Regions from separate parts of the Arachis hypogaea genome. Here region 1 is linked to region 2. A link is a contact called in public Hi-C data. All regions are on one chromosome and are shown on one strand. Each heading gives the region's core, a stretch centred on a gene start, on an enhancer-like site or on the middle of the called end of the contact. The rest is flanking DNA. Distances are from core to core; before and after follow the strand shown.

Region 1 (5,970 bases), core at 516-3,015, 280 kb after region 2:
TTTTAAAAAAGAAAAACCTACGCACATAGTAATATGTTAACATACATGTAGAATCTCATTCCAACAATTCTTCTAAGTTCTATCTTCACAGTGACCTGATGAAAAAGAAACTAGACACCGACACAAAAATACCGAAAAAACATATTGGCAAATATTTGAATTTTCTTTTTTTCATCCTCCTTGCTGTGATTGCAGACCGGATATTTTTTTCGTGAACCAAGCAACTTCAGATCCATTTTGAACCAGCTTTCAACTAGTTTTAAGTCTTGTCAGGCTTTGGATCCAATCATTTAACTAGGATTCTATTTGGGGATCAAACGAAACCTTGCAAGTGTGTAGCACTACAGTGGCTACTTCCATGAAGACATCTTGTAAAGATGATATTATAAACCGCTAGATAATTTAGTTAAACATATCAAACCATCTGACAATTTATAATATCATTTTCACATAGAGATGTCTTGGTTTTAGTAGAAACATCCACCTAAGAGAAGACAAGCAAAAAGTAAATGCACCTACCCACCACAAAGAATACCCTACCCCCTTAATATACCATCTATAGTTTTCCCCAAACTAAGTGAGAAGCCTTAAGCGCATCATCAACCAAATCCACATTGAAAAAAAACTAAAGTAAACTCTATCAGATCACATGTATAAACCGATCCAAGAAAGAAAAAGCTATAACTCGGGAACTGCCAAAATCATGTTGCAATATAATAAGACTAAACAAAAATGCTTGGTGATATCATTACAGTCCTGGAGATAATAATGTCTTTGGAAAAAAAGTCTTACAATTTAGCAAAATTAAATATATCATAACTCAAACATGACAAAGCCATTGATCAATCCCAAAGAAAACAAAACTCTCCAACCAAAGGCTAAAAGAAAAGATACCAACCCATTTAGTCTCCCTTCTTCCTAAACGAGCAGCCCTCGGTTAGCCTTGCTCTTCCACCAGTGGGCTGGCACAAGATCGTTTGGCAGTTTCCACACACCACGACTGTCTGAGAGTGGCTGAATACAGTGGTACTGCATCAACATGGAAATCAAAACATCAAAATCACGAAGATCAAATCATTTGTTTGCACACAATTATAACTTCGCAATCAACAGGGAGGGAAGGATAAAACTTACATGTTGAAGCAACCTTGGCATTTCACATCCTACAACAAGACAGGAATACAAGAGACAAACAATTAACAATTAAAACTTGGAAAGGAAGGCACCAACAACGGATCAAATCAAGCGTGTGGTTCAACAAATGGGAAAATACACATAAGAGAGAACTAATATAAAAAATAGAATACCATGAAGAAAGAATTAGGAGACTGAACAAGACGCTTGAGCTTGTGCTTTCTCTTCTCAAGCTCAGCCGGAGGATTAAGCAAATCAATATCGTTCTGCAGAACCTACGCAGCACAAAATCACGGTAAATTTCAGTCACCGTTACTAAGGAAGGAATAAAACCCTAAAGAAAACAAAAAAATTCGAAGGTATATAACAGAAAAGAACGTCGTCTTTGTATAAAACACACACACATCTACGAAGAAATATAAATACATACAAGAAAACAGATCTGAAGTTCTGAACACAGACCAAGAAGAAAGAGATTATACTTACCATGCTGACAAAAAAAATAAGTAGCGGCAGGAGAAACTCCGAAGAAGAGAACCCTAGGAATGTGGCAGCAACAAACTCAGAGTCTGGCTAAGTTTGGCTGCATCAGATAAAACAAAAGAAAGAGAAGGATGTAAGTAGTGATGCTTATATACAGAGGGTTTACTCTTACCCAGCCCAATATGACAATATATAATAATGGCCCATTTGTTAATAATATCTGATATCTCCTTTTCAAATTTTGTAGGCTCGGGTTGGGTTTTTCGGCTTAGCCCAACCGCCAAAAAATATTTTGTAATTTAATACATGTCAACCCAAACAGCCAAAATATTATAGAATACTGATAATTTTTTTGTGTCAATCATGCTAACGTGTACAATTTGGCGCCAAATTTCATGCCCATTATATATTAGTAATGGGACAAGTGTAATGAGTGACACGTGATAAGATTGAAATTATAATTTTAATTTGTTTTGTTAAGATTAATTTGAATTATAATAATTTGATTAATAAAAAGATAACATGTCATGTATTGTTTGTTTTTTTTTAATTTAGTGTTAACTGTATTAACTCTAATAGTTATTAATTGGTTTTAGTAATTTACTTTTTCCAATAAATCAGACATATATACTCAATGTGACTATAAATAACCTAGTAATACTTAGACCCACTAACAAATTTTTATATATTATTTTACTGTCGAGTAAGGACATATCGAAGTCGACTTAAAATAAACAACAGATTATTAGAAAATTCTAATGCACAAAGTTCTCCAATAAACAATAAATAATTTAAACTCCACTAAAATAATATTATATCAATGTTAGTATATAATTCTACTATCATCGACCGTATTTACTATACATGACTCATTCTTAAAAGTTATTATTCTACACACGTGTGTAGTCGTAATATAAATTCCGCTTGATTTCTCAATCAGAAAATTTAAGAAGATATAAACCTTCCCCTCGATCAGTTCATTCTCAAACATCTTTTGTCAAATAATTCTTGATTGAATAATGAATTTTATCACATTATAAAACAAATTAAATATAAAAGCTATTAGCACTTATAAAACTATTAAATCGCACTGTTTTTGATTCGTGCAAGGGTTTACTTATTAAATAAACTTAAAATACGAACAAAATATATTTTTAAAATAGACCTAGCATCACTTGAAAGAATCATGAAAAATAATCAACTAACCTTATCATCTATGAGAACCATTTCTATGTAAGCCGTTTTGCTCTTGGCAAATTTAGATGAAACTTCTCAGAACCTTATAATTCGTACCTTTATTTTTCAAATTTTTTCATCACATAATCTACCATAGGTAATATTATTGATAGAATCGTAGCTACTACCCATTAGGTATGAAGAATAAAAAACAAAAGAAGAACTATACCTGAATTATGAATTTTCTAAATGAATTATAATGATAATTGTTCATACCATGATCCAACACCAAGGTCCAAGTCCAAATAAGATAAAAAGGCACAATCCATGAGATTAGCAACCCTCCGCAACCGACCTCCTCGTATGAGGTCGGGTTCGACATAGGCTCCACCACAAGGAAGTCGGGAACGTGGATTGGCTGGCAGATAACACCTATTTGAATAGGTAACTGCCCTTAAAATCTCTCAATCCACTTCTAGGAGTCATATCTTAACTTTCCTAAGATAAAGGGATGGTTATCCTCCTTAAAAGGTAGAACTACTCCAACGGTGGTTATGGGTTCACCACTATAAATACACTAACACCCCTCAGGTATTTCTAAGTTTCCATACTCTCCAAACTTGCTCAGACCCTTGCTAACTTAAACATCGAAGTGTCTTTACAGGTACCACCCCCATTCCGTTACACACACACACAAGTCGGACGGAGGCTCCTAGACGGGAACCAGGTCAGAAGGCCTCCTCCTTTAAGCGATTGGGCCGACCTTACTAGTCCAGCCCACTAATCTCCGATTACCCATCGTAACATTGGCGCCGTTGCCGGGGACCCGAGAGATCAACCAGTAATGGCGGACAATTCACCTGAAGATGGCCACACAACATCCAATTCTGAACAAGAGAATCTGGACATTGGGAACAGCGATGCGAACGTAGCCCCTCACCAAGATGTGAACAACCAGCATAGAGAAGGTACCTCTGGGTTAAAAGTCCCAAAAGCAAACTCTTCTGAAGGGCGTGAATCAGGAAAAGAAGGACAACCTCATGCGGCCAATTTCATGGGATTGTTCCACGGCCACCAAGGACGTCTGGAACAACTGGAGCAGGAGTTAGAGCGACAGCGAGAGGCAGAGAGGAGCTTGAGGAACGAAATAGAGCAACGAAAAGATTTAGAAGAAAAACTCTTAAAGTTGGAGTCCTCCCTCAAAAGCTGGACCTCCCATAGCGACCGAGAAGACTCTCCCTTATGAGGAGTAGACCCGTTTAGTGAAGACATCATGAGGGCAAAAGTTTCAAGAAACTTTAAAAGCCCCGATATGGACTTCTACGATGGAACCACTGATCCAAAGCATCATTTGAGCAATTTCAAAAGTTGGATGTATCTAGCAGACGCCTCTGATGCCACTCGCTGTAAGGCTTTCCCGACAATCTTGACCAAAGTAGCGATGAAGTGGTTTGATAGTCTTCCCCCGAGGTCGGTCACCAGCTTCGACGACCTCTCGCAAAAATTTCTGATACGATTCTCTATCCAGAAGGACAAAGTAAAGCACGCATCGAGCCTCCTGGGAGTAAAACAGGAAGTCGGAGAACCTTTAAGGGACTATATGGAAAAGGTCAATAAAGCCTTCTTAGAGATTCAAGACCTGTCCACGGAGGCCGTAATTATGGGCCTAGTAAATGGACTTCGAGAAGGTCTCTTCTCCCAGTCCATATCAAAAAGGCACTCGACTTCCCTAAGTGATGTACAGGAAAAAGCCGAGAAGTACATCAACATGGAGAAAAATGCCAGACTCTGAGAATCGAGTTGGCGACCGGGACACTCTCACTCAACAAAAGAGAAAGAGAGAGAGTCCAAGAAAAAAGAAGAGGTCGGCCCTGAAAGGCCGAAGAGATATCACTCTTATACTCCTCTAAGAGTTTCCCTAGTTGATGTATACAGGAAAATTTGCCACACTGAAAGGCTACCACCCCTAGGCCCATCAAAAACAAAACGAGGGGAGTCGCAGTGACTACTGTAAGTACCATAAGATGTATGGTCACTCGACAAATGATTGTTATAACCTTAAAAATGTGATAGAAAAGCTGGCCAGGGAAGGCCGACTTGATAGATATCTCATGGAAAGGTCGGACAACCATGGGAAAAAAAAGCGAGATGACGGCGATCGAAGGGATCCACCGCCACAGACCCCAGAAAGGCATATACATATGATCTCACGGAGATTTGGGGGAGGTGCACTTACAAAGTCATCTCGCAAGAGACATTTGAAGCAAGTCTATCAAGTCGAGAGCGAGGCCCCCGACCTCCCAACCATCTCATTCACCAAAGAAGATGGGCAATGGGTCATCCCTGGACATGACGATCCAGTGGTGATAAGCATGGTCCTTGCCAATGCCCATCTTCATAGGATCCTAGTAGATCAGGGAAGCTCAGCCGACATCCTTTTTAAGCTAGCGTTTGATAAGCTGGGGCTGGATGAAAAGGAGTTAAGAGCTTACCCTGACACCCTGTACGGACTAGGGGACACACCAATAAAACCACTAGGATTTATACCCCTCCACACGACTTTTGGAAAAGGGGAAAATCCAAAACTCTGAGCATCGACTTCATAGTCGTCGACGTAGGGTTAGCTTACAATGCCTTAATCGGCAGAACCACCCTAAATCAGCTCGAAGCAATGGCGTTCACCCCTCATCTTTGCATGAAATTCCCAACACCAGAGGGAATAGCAACTATCCGGGGATACCAGAAATTGGCAAGGAAATGCTACAATGAAAGCCTGAACCTAAGAGGAAAGGGCAAGGAAGTCCACACCATAGAACTCGATGGGGTCAGAGCTAAAGAAGAGCTGCGGCCACAACTGGGAGAAAAATTGAGGAAGTACAAGTCAGAGAAGAGGAAGGGAAAAACACCAACACAGGAGCCAGCTTAGATGGAGACCTAAAGCAAAGGCTGATAAAGCTCCTATAAGATAATTCTGACCTCTTTGCCTAGAAAGCTTTCGATATACCATGGATAGACCCTGAGCTCATGTCCCACAAGCTTTCAGTACACCCCGGATCACGACCTGTACATTAGCACAGGCAGAAGCTCCGACCAGAATGGGCTCAAGTGGTGGAAGAACAAGTACAAGCCCTCTTAGAAGCTGGCTTCATCAAAGAGGTCAAGTATCCGGCATGGCTG
Region 2 (5,880 bases), core at 2,202-4,701:
TCCAGCGAGCAAAATAAAGAATATATCATTTAAAGTCAGAAACTTCCAATTTGATGCACTGATAGGGTTCTTCACAAAAAAGAGCTACTGAAAAGACATCACGTTTATCCAATAAGTGGAAACTGTGTTGTTAGTGCAGGGAAGTGTTACTTCAACCAAAAACTGACATGTATTCAGTTTAGCTCATGATTATAGTTTATGGATATTTTGACTTAGCATTAGAGAGAGTTCTTAACAAACTCAACTGGATGAAAGCATATTGTTATTCTTATTTGACTACGAAATAAGTTAAACTATAATCTCCATACTTCATAAAATTAGATATATTTGAGTATTTAACTATAATAAAAATGGGAAAAAGAGAAAACTCGGCCATACCTGAAACCTGCTTAGTAGTCCAACTTTGAGATTAGGATATACAGAAAAGCGTTCAGATATAACATCAAAATGTTGTTTTGCTAGAACTCTAGTCGGTGCTAGAATCATTGCTTGCTTTTTCGCCGACACAACACAGTGGATAGCACGTAGTGCAACCTCAGTTTTGCCAAAACCAACATCTCCACAAATTAATCTGTCCATTGGAGTTTCTCGCTCTGTCAAATCCCTCTCAACATCAATAAAAGCCTGGACAGATAGAAAGGTACGTATTTGGAAGAGATGGAAATAACTCATAAGCATCAAATAAACATGTCATATTGAAATAAATGTGAATATGTATATGTATAAATTCTGATTTATCGTGAATGCCTTAGAACATAACATGTAATTATTTAAAAATTTTAAATAACAAATTAAAATTAGAATATAAAATCATAATTAACAATTCCCCTTCCATCTAAACACATAGCATTTACTAAGATGTCACCTGTTGTTGATCAGGTGTAGGCTTATAAGGAAATTGAGCAGCAAATTCAGTCATGGCAGGACTTTTCGAGTAAGGCGGTCTTCTCTGTTTGAGCCTATGTAGATAGAGCTCCATCAAGTCAACGACCATTTTCTGTATCGCAACCTTCCCCTTAATCTTTCTTTTCTCCCAACTACTAATATCATTTAACTTGCTCAATGTCCGAGGTCTTTTGTTCTCGTTTGGACTGCCAAGGCACACCAAAATTTGACACGATCATGACCAAATCAAAACAATTCTCCAAACACAATTGACTACTAGCCAAACAAAATACTAGCTTCTCTAAAGTGCCTTAACAGGGTAAAGTGTTTGCATCAAAAGAAATTATGGCACACTTATGGTTCTTGTATCATGCAAAATTCTCAATCTCAACCATCAATTTTTTCATCGACGACCATGATTGTGCAATATCTCTCTATTGAAATGTCTAGCTAACTGACTTGTTCTATATATATGAATTACATTACAATAACAAAAAAGGTAAGAGTAAGAGGGCAAGGAAAACTCACAGACTATATCTATAGAGCATTTTCGATGCCTGCTTAAGAGGAAGCTTCGCCATCCCATCAGCATACTCGATGAAAACATATTCAGTAGGTTCTGTAGAATTCTTTGGAACATCCAACCTGATCCCAACAAACCTCCCAATGCCAACCTTCTTGTGAACAACATAGTCACCGGATTGAAGCGTATAAGGGTCAACCTTGTAGCTGAAGGTACCATCTTTCCCTTCCTTCCTCTCACCCTTCAGCTTCTGCAACCCCTTCTGCTGCTGCTCCTTCACCATCTGTATGTACCTATATTACACAAATGTCTCATTTTCACTCGCGTTTGCTAACTGTATTCATATACGTATGATTTAGCAAATACTGTAATCTTAAACTCCTTAAGTTCATGGCTGATTCATATTGTACTCAATACTTATTTGTGAAGCATAGTATGTACCTATCAGCCTCCTCTGAGTCCATAACAGTTCTTGAAACCTCCCTGCTGCCATAGTCACGACGAATTCTCTCGTTAAGCAAGGCAATTGGGTCATTCTCAAGCTCATTCTTTTTCTCTGTTCTGTTCCGCAATTCGGAAGGGGAAGAAGAAGGGGCATAGACCCCTTGCGTATAGAATGCATTGGTGGGAAAAAGAAGTACGTTTTTCTTCTTGATGTGAAGGGCTATAGGGTATAAAGGGTGGGGGAGGATGAAGAGTTTCCAAGTTTTGGGGGAAGAAGTGAGCTTGGAGATAAGGGGTGTGGAAAAGTGTGGAGCTGGAAGGAGTGAAGCCATGTAAAGAGGAGAGTCGTGTGTGGTTTTCAGAGGGAAGAATGGAAATGGGTCATTGGAAAAGTTTTGTGAAGAATGCGTATTTTGAGAAGATAGAATCAAATTCAGAGATGAATGTTGGAGGTTTTGGAGGGGTTTTGCCCAAACAGGGAACAAATATCTTATATCATCGTAACTCAACTTCCAGCTTTAATATCAAAAATATTTTGTCAAATTAATTTTTCTGGGGTTGAGATAAGACATAAGAGGCTGTGCAGGATATTTTTTTTCTTTTCTTTTATTTATTTACTTATTTTATATATTTTAATGGGCCTGCGGTTTTGGTTCCTCTTTCAGAAAGTAGAAACAAAAAAGAAACGAATTACTAGTTTCAAGACCAAAAAATAAAAAGAAAAGGGAAATAAGAGGGATATCTTCGAATTCCAATTCCTCCTTTGAGCGGAGGCCCGAGGAACTATCACTTTGTATCAGGCATGCAATAAATTAACATTTTCTTTAGTAATTGTGCAGAGCTCTTAGGTTGGATTAGCCAACCATCAATGCTTTCACAGGGCTATCCTTGAGCACTCTCTAAATGTACCATCGCCCTGTGTTATGCTGGCTTTAGAGGAATAACTTATTTTCAGGCCGTTCTTTCGTAAAAGAGAATAGCTATCTATAAGCATAAGCATGTTGGCTGAAGCCACTCAACGTAGGTTCTTTCCATCAGAACCTTCCTAACCATGATATCCACTGGTTCGTTCACAGAGCAAGACACCAAAGTAAAGCAAAACTGCCAGTCCAGTCTCAGAGCGATCTTGAGAAGAAAGCCCCTCTATGTGGTGTTGTGGAACAATTTTGCTAGATCAAAGATTGCGAGCTTCTGCGCAATAAACACCCCGATAACCACACTCCCAAGCTAGTTGCAAACTGCAACAAATAGTCAGCAGCTCTGCATGAAGAGGCCGATGATGCAGACAAGTTCCGGAGCAGCTCTTCACCCAGCTGCCGTCTGCATTGCGAATGACGGTGCCAAAGGCAGACTGTTGAGGCTCCATGAGAACAGTTCCATCAGAGTTAACTTTCACAAACACTAAAGGAGGTGGAGACCAGCGAAAAGAGATTGAGTGATGGCTCATAAGCTGGCCATGCTGCAGTAGAGCCTGGAATTCCAAGGCTGAGAAGCGAGCATAATGGGACAGCAAGGGAAGGGGCCAGTGATCATCAGTTTTTGCCCATTCCAAATACACCGCAACGCCCGAACAATGAGGGTAGGGTTAGTATTACCAGAATCTCTTTTGATCCAGGCCCCTCAGCATTATCACAACTATTGGGGTAAACGCCAGAAGCACTAAGATTGTGGATTTGTGGAAGAAATGGAAGAGAGCAGTTCGAGGAAAAGTGCCCTTTGGTATGTGCTAATTGGACATAATTTAGGTGCGCAAATAACACTTTTACTAAATAAATAATCAGAAGGAAAGGAGAAAGATCATTTCTAAGTTGAGTCTTCTAATACTCACCCAAAAAAAAAAAAACTTCTAATACAAAATTATTGCAACTATATAATATAATTACACATTAGGAGAGCAGCATAAACCTTACAAGCGTTTTTCTCAGAGAGACCCTCCTCTGCCATACTCATTTTTCCATGAGCGAGGCAATAAAAATAACACCTATAGCCTGGAGCATAGATTCGATACAGCCAGGAAGAAGTTGTATATCAAATTTTACCAAGAAACTAAACATAGTATATCATTCCAACTTCAATGAGACTGATGTGAGGAATGTTAAGAGCCACAGCAGGACCCCTGCAATTCTTGCGTAGAAATGAGTAACCGATATCAATCACAAGCTTCTTCAAGAATGAGGATGATTTCCTAGCCTTAACATATGAGTGCCCCAATACATAAGCAACCCCAGCTTCCTTAGCTTGAATCAAATCCACAAGTTCTTCCCTAACTGCAGGATCCATACCAGGATTGCTTGGTAGCTGAAATCTTACTCGACGCCTTCTAACTTGTGGACTTTCATCATCATAAACCGATTGCAAGCTGCGAAGGGTTACAGATTTACTGCTGGGGATGGAGCTGTCCACACCAATTTCCTCAATCTCGGAAACTATTAAGCTTGCAGTGGATTCTAAAGTTCTGGTACTTATAACAGCCATCCTCCCATCGAGCGAAGAGCTTTCAGAACTTGAGTACTGTGGTTCTTCTGCTTCCCTCTGTATAAACTCTGCTATACTCTGTATTAGATGGTTCTCGAAGTCTCCATCGTCCCTTTGAATGTCCTTGTACCCATATCTGACAATGCACCTGTACATTCGATAAGGTCTTGGACAAACTCGACCAATAAGGAATCTTTCTTCTGGGGAGACATATGGAACAGGGACTGATTTCACACAGACAAAAACTAACACCTTGTGAAAGGCAGGAAGATTCGTTACAAAATGGGAAAATATTGAAGGAACTCCAGTTGCTAGTTCTGAGTAGATGAGACCTATTCCTGGGACTCGAACAATGCCAAGGCTTGGGCCCAAACCCAGTAACCACTTCAATGAAACTTTGTTGTGAAGATCATAGCTGTACTTCCTTCGAGTACCATAATGCCATACATACATAACAACCATGAAGATGCAGGATAAGACAAGAGGGACCCATCCTCCCTGAGGCACTTTCATGAATGCTGCTGATAGATAGGTGCCCTCTATCACCCAAAAGAATAAAAGGAATGCTATAGCAATCACAACACTTTTTTGCCAGACAAAGATTGCGACCAGAGTCATCAGAAAGGTCGTCACAAACATTACAGTCATACATGCGAGTCCTGTAAATCAATGCCATGAATTAAATTCAAAACGAAAAAAACCGACATTCAAACTGTAATTTGTAACAACATTGTTAGCAGAAACTCCTGAATTCAAGGTAGCAGAGCAGGAATTGTAACACATCAAACTAGAAAACAGAAAAAAAAAAAAAATAAAGGGCTGGGATATTAACCATACTATCATTATTTTCACATCCACAAGCCAGTAATTATTGTATTGTTGTTCCTTCATAACAACTATTAGGACTTTGACTAATTGAACTATCAATCCAAACATATAATCAGAGGAAAACAATGATCTGAAGCAAATGAACAGAAAATTACCATACTCACAAGGAAAAAGATCCTCTAAGATGAGGATTTCGGTAAAGTGAAAAAGTGACAAATGTCTGTGTGTGTGTGTGTGTGTGTGGTTGTGGGAGGGGGGTGGGGGGTGGGTTGGTGTACGCTTTTTTGAGCAGGGAACCTTATATTACCGTAAGCATTTCCAATTATAGTCGTGTCTTGAAATCCAATGGTTATTGCAAGAGTCAGGATCATGAGTATCCAGTTTATCTCTGGGATGTAGATTTGCCCATATATATGTTTTGAAGTGTGGACAACTTTAACTCGTGGAAAGCAGCCAAGTGCATGACACTGCTTGATGATAGAGAAAGTTGCGGTTATAACAGCTTGACTCCCAACAATAGCAGCAAGGGTGGCAACAACAAAAACAGGCCAAAATACAGGTTCTGCAGGAGAAGCAAAAATATTAGCAATTGCACTAAATTACTGAATTCTCAAAGCAGTATTAACGAATGAGAGTAATGAATGGACCAACCAGGTATTGAATCATAAAAACTGTTATGAATAGATTGAAGGTTCTTAGACAAGAAAGCAGCTTGGCCCATATAC

Evidence for each region. A called contact is a pair of places that touch in the nucleus more often than the background predicts.
Region 1: a Hi-C map of leaf shows a contact between it and region 2, with 2.0 times the contacts expected there. The contact joins the promoter of LOC112697073 here to the promoter of LOC112697068 in region 2. A contact is called at or near these places in 3 of 8 Hi-C or Micro-C datasets (leaf and an unstated tissue).

The regions. Positions count from the first base shown.
Region 1 is chr6:98,166,568-98,172,537 of arahy.Tifrunner.gnm2.J5K5, forward strand. LOC112697073 (small ribosomal subunit protein eS27y) reads right to left here and starts at 1,766. Exons shown (of 4, transcript XM_025750065.3): 1 at 1,621-1,766; 2 at 1,308-1,409; 3 at 1,135-1,163; 4 at 694-1,029. The coding sequence starts at 1,623. The coding sequence ends at 903.
Region 2 is chr6:97,889,322-97,895,201 of arahy.Tifrunner.gnm2.J5K5, forward strand. LOC112697068 (ATP-dependent DNA helicase At3g02060, chloroplastic) reads right to left here and starts at 3,452. Exons shown (of 14, transcript XR_011862519.1): 1 at 1,850-3,452; 2 at 1,414-1,701; 3 at 866-1,091; 4 at 379-624. It overlaps LOC112697069 (potassium transporter 4), which reads right to left. Exons shown (of 8, transcript XM_025750062.3): 6 at 5,807-5,880; 7 at 5,463-5,717; 8 at 3,593-4,986. The coding sequence ends at 3,899.